2 separate regions of the Dromaius novaehollandiae genome follow, and region 2 is linked to region 1. Evidence: chromatin contacts called from public Hi-C data. All regions are on one chromosome and are shown on one strand. The core of a region is the stretch at or near the end of the contact, and the rest is flanking DNA. Distances in the headings are between cores, read along the strand shown.

The links. A called contact is a pair of places that touch in the nucleus more often than the background predicts.
Region 2: a contact with region 1 is called in a Hi-C map of liver, with 5 times the contacts expected there. The contact joins the promoter of POLN here to the enhancer-like site in region 1. A contact is called at or near these places in 2 of 4 Hi-C or Micro-C datasets (brain and liver).

The regions. Positions count from the first base shown.
Region 1 is chr4:78,537,066-78,542,810 of bDroNov1.hap1, reverse strand. No RefSeq gene overlaps it. Among named protein-coding and RNA genes, the nearest start is that of MXD4, 40 kb to the left of the region's middle. Within about 2 kb of position 4,425, at least 2 of the 2 cell types and tissues checked have open chromatin away from gene starts, as enhancers often do.
Region 2 is chr4:78,636,319-78,641,525 of bDroNov1.hap1, reverse strand. It overlaps POLN (DNA polymerase nu), which reads right to left and starts at 3,005. Exons shown (of 25, transcript XM_026112781.2): 1 at 2,906-3,005; 2 at 1,167-1,313. The coding sequence starts at 3,005. It overlaps HAUS3 (HAUS augmin like complex subunit 3), which reads right to left. Exons shown (of 5, transcript XM_026112780.2): 5 at 3,077-4,496. The coding sequence ends at 4,263.

The DNA.
Region 1 (5,745 bases), core at 3,176-5,675:
TTAGATTTTTGCACGAGGCAGCAGGAAATGGCATCAAAAGAGCAATTGCAAATGGAAACTAAAATTGCTCCTGATTATCACCAATTTTCCTGTTTAAACCGAATGCGGCCCAAATGAAATATCGCTGCAGGAGAGTCTGTGCTTTCCACACGTTGGCATTTCCCAATGGAAAAAACACCCTGAGGATCCCCGGCGCCAGGTAACGTTACTTCTCCGCTCCCAGAGCAGAGGCGAAGCGAGGAGTTTGCAGCGGGACCGGCCGGGAACCCGCGGCGGCCTGAGCGCTGGGGACGTCCCTGCGCCGGCGCGTTTCCCCCGATTTCGGTCTGCGCAGACAGAAAACAGAGTGATGGAAATAGGAATGTAAAACAGAAAAAACAGAGGTCTGGGGCCGAAACCCGCCCACGCTGACGGTGGGGCTGCGGGCTGCGCCGGGAGCGGGGCCGCAGGACGGGCGCGCCGAGCTGTGCAGCCCCACTGAAAGGTGGTCTAAAAATAAAGCGCTTATCGGGGGCAGAAGGGCCAACTATTTTATCGTGCTGCCCTGCAACGCCGGACCGCGTCCCGCTGGCGTGACGCACAGGCTCTGCACCGTAACCCCGCCGGTGAGGCTGGCGGGAGCCCACCTGCGCCCACCCTACTTTTCTTCATTTTCCGAGCGACTGAAGCAGGCTACGTGCACCAGTAGATGGTTTCTGGGAGTAATGCTCCTCCCCGCAGGAACATATATCTGACTTTATAATTCATGCATGCCTGGGAAGCTCAGTGCAGTCCCACCGGAGTAGCCAGATCAGTGGGAGTTTGTTTATTTAAAGCAGTGCATGCAGTAGCATGGAAAAAAATCAAATCTATCAGAACCCATAAGTCTTAATCCTAAAACAGCTTCGCTTTCCTTAAAATATGGACTAGAGAAAATGCTTTTAAAATGTGGCTTCCACGGAGTCTTGGCTGGGCATTGTGATCCCTATGGGACAATATTATAGCATAATAATTAAAACATTTACAAAATGATGATAAGCTATGGCCGATCCAAGTTTCTATGGAAATTTGGAGGCGATGGTGCATGCAGCTGTTCACATCTAATGCAAAGGTTGGCCGTAGCTCTGCCTCTGAGCGCGTCCGTAGCTGAGGGGATAATTTATCTGTGCTGTTTACGTAGCTCTCGGCTTGCACAGCCCTTTCCTACGGTTCCCAAGAAGAAGGGTGTCTTCCCTTCGACCCTCTCCGCCTGAGCAATTAATGCGTTAGAAGTTAATGAGACGCCACTGGCCTCCCCGCGCTGCCCCCCTGCCCTTCGCCTTCCCCAGCCCCCGGCTGCGGCCGAGCCGCTGCGGCCGTGCGGGTAAACCGTGCCGGGGAAGCCCGAAAGACGAAAATTCACCCGACGGATGACACTGGCAACTTAAGGACAGTTAAATGTTTCTATCCGGAGTCACGGCCATCCCTGCCCTCTCCACACCAGCTGCCGTGCCGAGAGCTTTGCAGACTCATGGATCGGGAGTGGATGCTGGGTGACGAAGCCAGAAACACCCGAGAAAGGACCTCGCGCGCTGCCGGGCTGATGCCTCTGACGAGCGCTTTGTAACCCGGACTGATGAAAAGCTGGACGACCTGCACCTGCCTGCCAGGAGCACAGGAGAGATGTTGGCCACCAGCTGACATTCATGACACAACTGGGTCTTATGCACACAAACCTGTTCCTCTCCAGCGAATCCTGGCCTCACCTAAAGACTTTCTACTTTGCAACGCCACGTTGCTGGAGAAGGAAGCATCGCCAGCCTCTGGGCAGGGACAGTTGGTCAGCAGAGCGTCGTTGCAGCAGGTACGTCACGGCCCCGGGGAGCAAAACCTTCCAGTCTCGTTGAAGCAGCGGCATGAAAACATGCCCTTTACAGCCGGCGAGCAAAACTGCACCGCTGAGCGTTGCACAGAAGGGAGCCTTGCGGCTGAAGCAGCGGCAGGGTTTCCCATCCCAAACCGATATTTAGTAACACTCACTTACCAATTTTCTCAGCGTTAATTTGAACTCAAAGGGAGAAAGCCTTAAAACTCAGTGCTTCTGAGTGAGAAGTAAAAAAAAAAAAGAAAAAGAAAAAGAAAAAGAAAAAGAAAAGAAAGAAAATCAGTGTTTTAGTTCCTGGTTGTATTCAACCGCTGCAGCGCAGCTGAGTTACAGTTGGGATGGAGGCGGCGATGGCTCATCAGTGTCATTGATTTTAGAGAGCAGCTGTATCCAGAGGCCCTCAGTCATTTCACAGTGAAAATAATTTGCAAATAAAGATACAGATCTCAAGACGTAAAAAAGCCAGTCAAAACACAAGGGAACTCAGAAGCTGAGATAAGTATCACTATATACTGCAGGCCTTCACTTAAAAACGTTCACGCTGGTCTGTGTAGTCAAAACAGTTCATGTTTTGCACATCTCCAGTTCGAGCAACTCCTACAGTCCTGGACACGTCAAATCATATAGTGCAATGCAAGGCAGCGTTTGCAATGTCAGCGGAGGGGAAAGGGCACGTGGGCACTGGGGGGACCTGAAATCTGCAGATGCAAGATCACACTTAGAAATCGTGTCTTTCAGCCAAAATAAAAGGAGGCATAAAATGCCTGCAATTGCACCTTTTAACTTGCAACTGAGCTACAGAGGAAAGCGACTGGAAAACCCGCTATGTGTGGCTAGGACTCAAGGGAGGTGGATGTGGGGTAGGCTGTACCATTCAAGCCTGCTTTTGCTCGCAGAAATACTCAGAGGAAAAAGTCATTCCCGCCATACTGATAACATTAATTTGGCTCATGTATGATATTCCAAGGAGTTAAGCCAGTGAAGAGAAACTGGTGATAATTGTGTTTGCAGGGCTTATGGCAGGAGCGCTTATCTATGGCATGTAATTACTGGGCACTTGTTTGTTTTACGCTGTTCTTCAATGTTTATAAAAAGGCATCCAGAGCAGAGGGTGTCGTATTCTTTCTTGTGGACATCGGAGGATATAAGATTCGAACACACATATTTGGTGTCGCAAAAAGACATAAGCCAAGCCACAAGTGACCTGAACTCCTCCGCTTCCCAGAACGGCAGGGCCAGAGCTCAGCCGCAGCCCGCAGACAGGCGCAGACGCCGGGCTTGCAGGGGTGTCTGCCACCGCTTCTCGGTCTGCCGTCGACCGACTTCAAGGGCTGAGGCGTTAGCAGTAGGGAAGGGCTTTGGGAGCGACACAGCTGTGCTTTCCTCGTGGTAGACAAGGCTTTCTGCTGCCTAGCTGTCTGTGCTGAGAGCTTGTCTTCAGGAGCGCAACTCTGTGCTTGTGCCAGTGTTTGTAGCAAGAAATCGCTGGCTGAGTTGGCTGCATCCCTTGTTCCTCATAGGAGCCCTGTTGCTAAGTCAAACAGTTATGTCACTGTGCAGCGCCTATGATTTTTCATAGAGTCTTGTTTTCTAGCTGACCTTCTGGGTATATTGGTTTCCCAATGCCAGAATCCTAAATTTCCAGTTGGACGCCAGCTGGATTTTCATCCTCTGCTTACAGCCCAGGAAAACGCAGCAGCAAATGGCTCTCTGCTGCCCTGCGTGCCCAGTGCTAACACAGCCGCCTCCGGAGGACCGGCTCCGTCTGCTTTTGGGGACCCGAGGGAGGATGGAGCCTTTCCCTGGGCATCGCTCCCTGGCCAACGTGGGGAGCGAAGGGCCGCGAGAGGCTGCCACCGGCCCTGCTGCACCTCCCGGCTTCTTGCAGGTTTTGCAAGACAAGAACCAGGCCCTGATTTCAGCTCCACCATCGACACTCTCGCCCTGGGCTTCGGCAAAGCCGAGATAAAATATGATGGTTTTTAGTAGCGCTTTACCTCTTTCCAGCCGTCCTACATCAGTTCCTGACCGTCACAGTAGCAAGCTGTAATAAAACAAGAATTAAGCCAGCTTAGTTTTAACCAGTAAGTAATAGATCCTTCAACACTTCAAGAAATCTATTTGAAAGCAATTTGTACAGAGTGTTTCCTTTCGGGTTTGCAGAGCACCAGATCTCGTGCCCTTACGGCCCATTTTGTTGTTCCTGGGATTACACTTTCAAAGCTAAGTACCCAAAAAGCTGCTTCGGTTCAAATCTTGCCATATAGAGATGAAGGCTTCAAATTCAAGAAATAATATTTAAATTCTGGTAGAGTGTTTTCCTTGTAATTACTACTGCTGCACGCTTTAAAATAGATCTGCAGTTAAACAGCAATTAGAGCCAATGTTAAGATCAGCAGCCAATCAGATCTATTAAAACAGAAAACTATTTTCGAGCCCATCCAAAAAACACAGCCCACCCCGCCAATTACAACACACCTTCCTCGTTAAAGTGCAGTTTTTCAGAGCAGTTAATGAACAGCTGCATCTGACCGCTGAGCTCAAACGAGCCCGAGTGCCAGCTAATAAGGCAGCTGCTCCGCGGACGCAGGCTGGGAGCAGGCCGCGCTTGGATTTGCTCTCCCCGAGCGCGGGGGGATGAGGCGGTGCTGCACACGCAGACACCCGCGGAGCCAGACGCAAGGGGAATGTGCTCCCAAAGAGCGACTCGGAGCCAAACCTGAAACCGTTACAGCCCGGGCGTAGCCTGAGGTGCCGGGAGCGCGTGCGCTTGTGCGGGAGAAACGCCCGGCTTCGCTGCATTGTGGCGTTGGTCGAGATTTCCACTCGAAGGAGAGATGGTTTTTCTGTCACGTAGGGAAAACAGAGCACTTCCTCCACCGACCTAGAGCGCTTACGGTGCAAAATACATTTCCAATTAGCAACATCCACAAATTTCCAATTTGTTTACAGCTAAAAAGGAGTTTAAAGAGATCTTTAAAATGTTTTGTTTGGGTCTTTTTAGGTCCCTTGGAAATTTAATAAAAGAAAAACACACGGCTCAAACTTCTGAGGCGGTTTAACTCACTGTAATTCTCAAATATATCCCAGACTCTTGGGAATTAAGGCAGTAATGTTTCTTTTGCCTAATGCTCTTCCAAGCTGAAAATGCGTCTTTCAAGACAGGCAGGAAAATACAATAATCCGCTACGGGGAACGCGGCAGGATCTGCCCTTTCCCAGAGGGGCTGCTCTCTCCCTTTGCTCCTCAGGAAACCGAACGCAGTGTTTCTCCTAATCAGGAGCAAATCTGGGAAGAGAGTTTCAGCATCTCCGTTGCCCTGGAAGGGCGTTAGGTGGTTCGAGCCTCCCCCAGCTCTGGGGAGCCAATGGCCAGTTTGAAAGAAAGATGAAAAACCGACCTTTACGAATACTCCTGTTATCGTAAGTAAAATATCCCAGACTATCCTTCTTATATCATTTTCTGCCTGTATGTGACAATACTAATTTTTAAAAAGGTTAAGGAAAAACATTCTAAATGTTTGGAAAAAAAGTCTACAAAACACATTCAAATGTGTGATAAAAAAATCTACCTGTTTATCTTGACTAGACTCAAATACTTAAAAGACGCCTGCTTTGTTTTGCAATTTTTACTGTAGGGCCATGGCACTCCTGCAAAGGAAACTTTAATCTACGCAAAATATACAAAGAAATAACAGATACGCCCGAATGTATGTGCTTAACTGTAGCTATACAGTACCTGAGTTTTTAAGCACCTTCCTTTAAATAATTAAATTTAAAAAATTAGAATCACATTCACCCTACCTCTATTTTAATGTATTTTTAAATCTAGGAAGATAAATGCAATATTCAGATCAATTTCCCTCTTTTCCAATACCTGATCTGTCACAAAGCCCGCACCCA
Region 2 (5,207 bases), core at 1,756-4,255, 100 kb before region 1:
TAGTTAAAGAACAGACACAAGTCTGGAGAGTTCACAGGCATTCTTGCAAGTTCCCAGCTTCTCTAGTGACCTTTAAATATCCAGTCTAGATTATAGTTAACATATACATTTAATTTATTAGTTAATTCAAAGTTTGAAATTGTCATCTAGTTTTATTTTATGTAGGAAAAAAGGTTAGGAAGAAAGAAACAGTGAAATTGAGGGTACTGGCCATATCCTAAGTCCTTGCACTGACACAGCATTATCAATCAGAAAAGTCCCAGGATATTTCTCAAACAACTACAGCCTTTAAAAAAAAAAAAAAAAAAAAAAAAAAAAAAAAAAAAAAAAACTGTGTACCTAAACACTCACTTTTTTTTTTTTTTAAATGGGGACTGGAGATTTTGTTTTGGTTTTTGTTTGTTTTAAATACATTCAGGTATTGCTTGGCGCTCCACAGGAGAATTCCAGTAACATTTTAAATGTTCATAATAAAAAAGAATATCTACAGATAGGCTGTTTAAAGCAGAGCTTATACAAAACCTCTTTTCAGTTTAAACCCATATGTGTGGATTTACAGATCAAAGATAAAAAATCCTTAGAAAGTTAAAAAATTATGATTACTAGTTAGCTAGTATTTCTTAATACTTTGATATCTACACAGTGAATTAAAATAGCTTGCTAAGGGAAGATCCACTAAAAATATCAGAGTCCATAAAAAGATGTTTCAAGTTGTTTGGAATCATTACAGCTAGAACCAGCATTTAGTAGACACAGTCTAATCTTAATAAACTAAAGTACCCTGGAACCATCTATATTTCAATTTACCATCTGTGACCAAGTGTACATTCAAGGTATACAAATAGAAGTAATACTACTAGAGGCTTAAAGGCCAAGTTGCACAGTGGGGGTGAGGGGAGAAGGCTATGAACACCTTGAGGAAGGTGAGAGAAGCTCATTAAATTAGGATAAAATACCATTCGGTTAAGACAATTTATGCACAGTGATTGTTTCTAAGTTTTGGAGACCTAATGCTATGTTTTCTGTTAAGGTCTATCCTCTGCACAAAATTTTTTAACTGTACTTTTGCCACATCTCTCAGCTACAATTATAGCTCAAAACCTTTGGAATCAGTTTGTTTTTTCAACTGAAAATAGAAATATTTGAACAGACTAAGTTTTACTCACTCTGGTCATTTTTTCTGCTAGTCTGAGCTTCTCCTACAGGAACAGACTGCAAAGCTGACATAATCCTCTGAGCAATATCAGATAAAGGCACTTTAGAAATCTCACATCCTACATATGATGTGTAATGCTCCATTTTTATGATTAAACCTAAACACAGAATACACACATGAATTATGCAAAATATTAGGGCCACAAAATATAGTCAGCAGTTATAAGAATTAATAATAATGTATATTTGAAATACACCCCCCCACACAATGTCTTTAAACAAGTCCATTTCTAGTGTATGCATACATTTACATTATTGGTTTGTGCGCCAGTGCCAGGCTATAAAAATGTTACCCAGGTTCTAAGGAAAGAAAACAACAGCACTTCAGGAAAAAACTACAAAAAATAGCACCATGACAAGATGAAAGAAAGAAGGGTTACTATCATGATATTCAAAGGTAAGTATTTTTCTGCAGAAAACATCACTAATAAAAGAGAAACCTCTATTCCTTAAATCCTGTGTTATGGATATAATCAAGTACTATTAATTCAAAAATACTGAAGTAGTTACTACAGTTCATTTGTCAGTTTAAGAAATAGCTTGACAACATTGAAGTATCTGCAAGTTTTTACTGCAGTTATTACTGCCCTGAGTTTTATCCTTTTTTAATAACACTTGTTTTTCCAGTTGTCCTGTAGTCATATTCTGTAATACTTGCATACAGAATAACTGGATAGCCCACAGATACAAGACATCTGGGAGAATTAAAGATGTCCATACAGATGACTGTTGACCTTAGAGAACTAGATCAAAACAACGCATAAGACTTACCACAAACACAAGATAATCACATAACATTTTAAAAATTCTTATACAGTTCAGGCTGTACACAAGTGAATTGCTCTATCAACAGTTAAGAAAATTATTCCTATACAGGGCTGTAATTATTCACTTGTTACTCTGAGCTTCTCTCACTAAATCCAGTGCACAAATACACTGTCAAGTTCAACCATCAAGCAGACAATATTTCTTTCTGTTCACAGGGAAGTATTTTTCTCAGCTCAGGACCACAGGCAGACTGCAAGTTTGAATATCTACAAAATACAGACACTTATAACTCAATTCAAACAGGTATACCTATAAAGCTGCATTGGTTAGCTTATGTCTAGCTCAAACAAGTCAAAATTGTCTGTTTGGCCCTATATATGTAAGATCTGTCCCAAAGCTCTCTGTAATAGTCCTAATTTACAAGTTGATTATCAGTTGGAGCCTCAATGTTGTAGAAGCTGAAAAGTATCTCAAAATTCTTGTTAGTGACTAGCACGTTACTAGCAGCAACTAGTCCCAGATAGGAGAAAATCCCAAGACTAGTATTCAGCCAGGCCTTTAATGAATAGCACAGCACTTCAGAACCCTAAAGAAAAGTAAAATAGGGAGATATCCTAGGAGTCGTAATATACCTGTGGTCATAACCCTTACAGAGAAAGCATTCTGATACTGCATGATGCGAAGTCATGAGGAACTGACTTTCATGGAAACTACTGAAGGAAACAGTGAAAAATATACAATTTTGTTGGACAAAACACTGCACTGTAGGGTGCAAGCTGGTTTGTTATTTGACAGTAAGCATGCAAAGTGGGAAAGGGGAGAGAATGGCTTTCCTTTCCCTAACATTACAAGAGTCAAAAGTATAATCTTTCCCCTGCCCACCTTTTCCTAACTCTTATTATAAAACTGCAACGTTTCTGACCTGCACAGGGTAAAAATGCTCCCTGAGTTTTCCAAGATGGGAAGCACCAGTCTTCAAATTCAGGGAGCATATCAAAATCAGAACCTAGCAAACTAAACATAAGACAGACAACATGTGTCAGGATACACAAACCAACACACAGACTTGCCTTAAGTAGTGACGACACTGATCTTAAATTGTAGTATTTAACATTTAATAATAAACATGATGTATAGTATTAAGCAGCACAAAATCCAACCAGTAAGTTAAAGAAATGCAGTATTTTTAAATAAGTTATATAATGGGTAAAAGTCTGCAATCAAAATAGAAAGTTAGTGTAACTGAAGATAATGCTAATACTAATTTTCTTCCCATTATCAATGTCTGACATTTGAAAGCAAACACAGCTGATCCCCATCAACATACAAAAGACTTAAAGTTATCATACTACAAAAACATATTTAATTCCGCTGCTGTACTAGGATACAATAAAAGAATTTGATAAACAGTCAAAGCAGTGAAAGCAGAAGTCCAAAAGCACTGAGACTCTGAAGTTTAAAAGCACATCATTATAAGTTATAGAGCAAATTCCAAACTTGCTGTAACAAAAGATTCTCAAAAAGCCTCAAGTCCAAAAGGGAAACTTTTTTCTTTGAACAGCCTGGTATGAGTACGGACTGGTTTCAATGGAGAAGACTGACCATAAGATAAATCAGAAGATAAGAACAGTCTTAAAAACAACCTTAAAACAGATAGTCTTGGTAAATAAACCACAGATTTTGCTACCTATTCCAACACATTTCTACATTAAAAGCAAAACAAAAAACAACCAAAAAAACTTGTATCTTCTTAGAGGAACTGCAAGGGAAGCAATCACAAAATTTTTGCCTTGGAGAACTTCCCTCTTCAGAAGGAGCACAGTACATTCATGTTCAAAAATCTGGAATGCCTTCTCCCCACATGTACTTTTCAGATCACATATGGAAAGGTTCGTAGCATGCATGAAGACATATCTCAAGGGCATGAAACCTCGTTTTGCACTATGCTGAACATAACAGAAATCAACATACAGGCTAGCAGAAGAGCAGTCTGTTATGTAATTCATTAAGTACCCAGTGTACTCTCTCATAACAAAAAAAACTTTGACAAAATTGAAATGTGAACTCAGCAAGCAGCTGCCAAAACCCATAAAGCGGTATGTAATCCAAACTTGATAACTGTGGCAGCTAAACATACGTTGTAATGACAGACAAATGTTAGCTTTGATAAGCTAATACTTATTTTTCCATAAACCTGAAGACAGTTTTCATTAACATGTTTTTGTATCTTAACGGTACATTTAAGTTTAAGTACGAAGAACTTCATTGGTAGTGAAACTTTAATCTTCTAGACCACTGATTTTAGCCTTAGACTGTTGCTCAAGCTTCTCCACCATCTCTTTCAAGTGGTCTTCATCTTTGAAAAAATACACATACAAGTTTCTTTCCATCTGATGCAGCTTATTAGATTCTAAAAAGTCTCTCTTTGTCTTTACATCAGCAAGAAGATCCATAATGAGCTGATTTAATTCATTTAAATGAATTTCCATTTGATGAAACTGCTCAGTAAGTTCCTAACAGAAATACAAGACAAAGTTTATTACTTTAGCATTGTTAATACAAATAGAAAAGCCTTCTGTTTTTGGAAGCCACCTCCTTTGATAAATGATTTTTATAAAAACAATTCATCAAAAACAACAGAAATACAGGATATAAAGGATTCCATTCACTTTGTGCAACTTCTGAGGTACTCGCATCAGGTTACGAGAATTTAGTTTCATTTACTTGTCTAGTAAAACAGACAAGTTAAGACCATGAGAATCTGGCCATCTACCAGATAAAGACGGTTGAATGACATTTTTATTCAAGTATTTACAGTTAGTCAAGTCTTAAAGGAACAAAAAAGAATTCAAATTTAAAATGAAACCTGTAATTAGCAGCTAAAATTTTCCCATTATTATTATAATAATTCAGGGTAGGTAGGCTAGTCATCTATTTGCACATTATCTCCTAATTAAAGGAAATAAACTACTTTTCTTGAGAAAACAGTATCCACAGAAAGAGATATCACTATGTTTTAAGAGGTGATAGTGCTTGAGACAATAAAATACATTATTTGATGGATTTAATAACCTGTAATCCCTAAACAGGCATTGTCCTAAATACAAAGTTTCATTTTTCAATAAAAACTGTTCTGTCTGTTGCAAATTCAGTTTACAAATGGCAGTGTTGAATATATTTTTACGTATTTAACTAAGGAATTATTACATAACAGAAACCTTCTC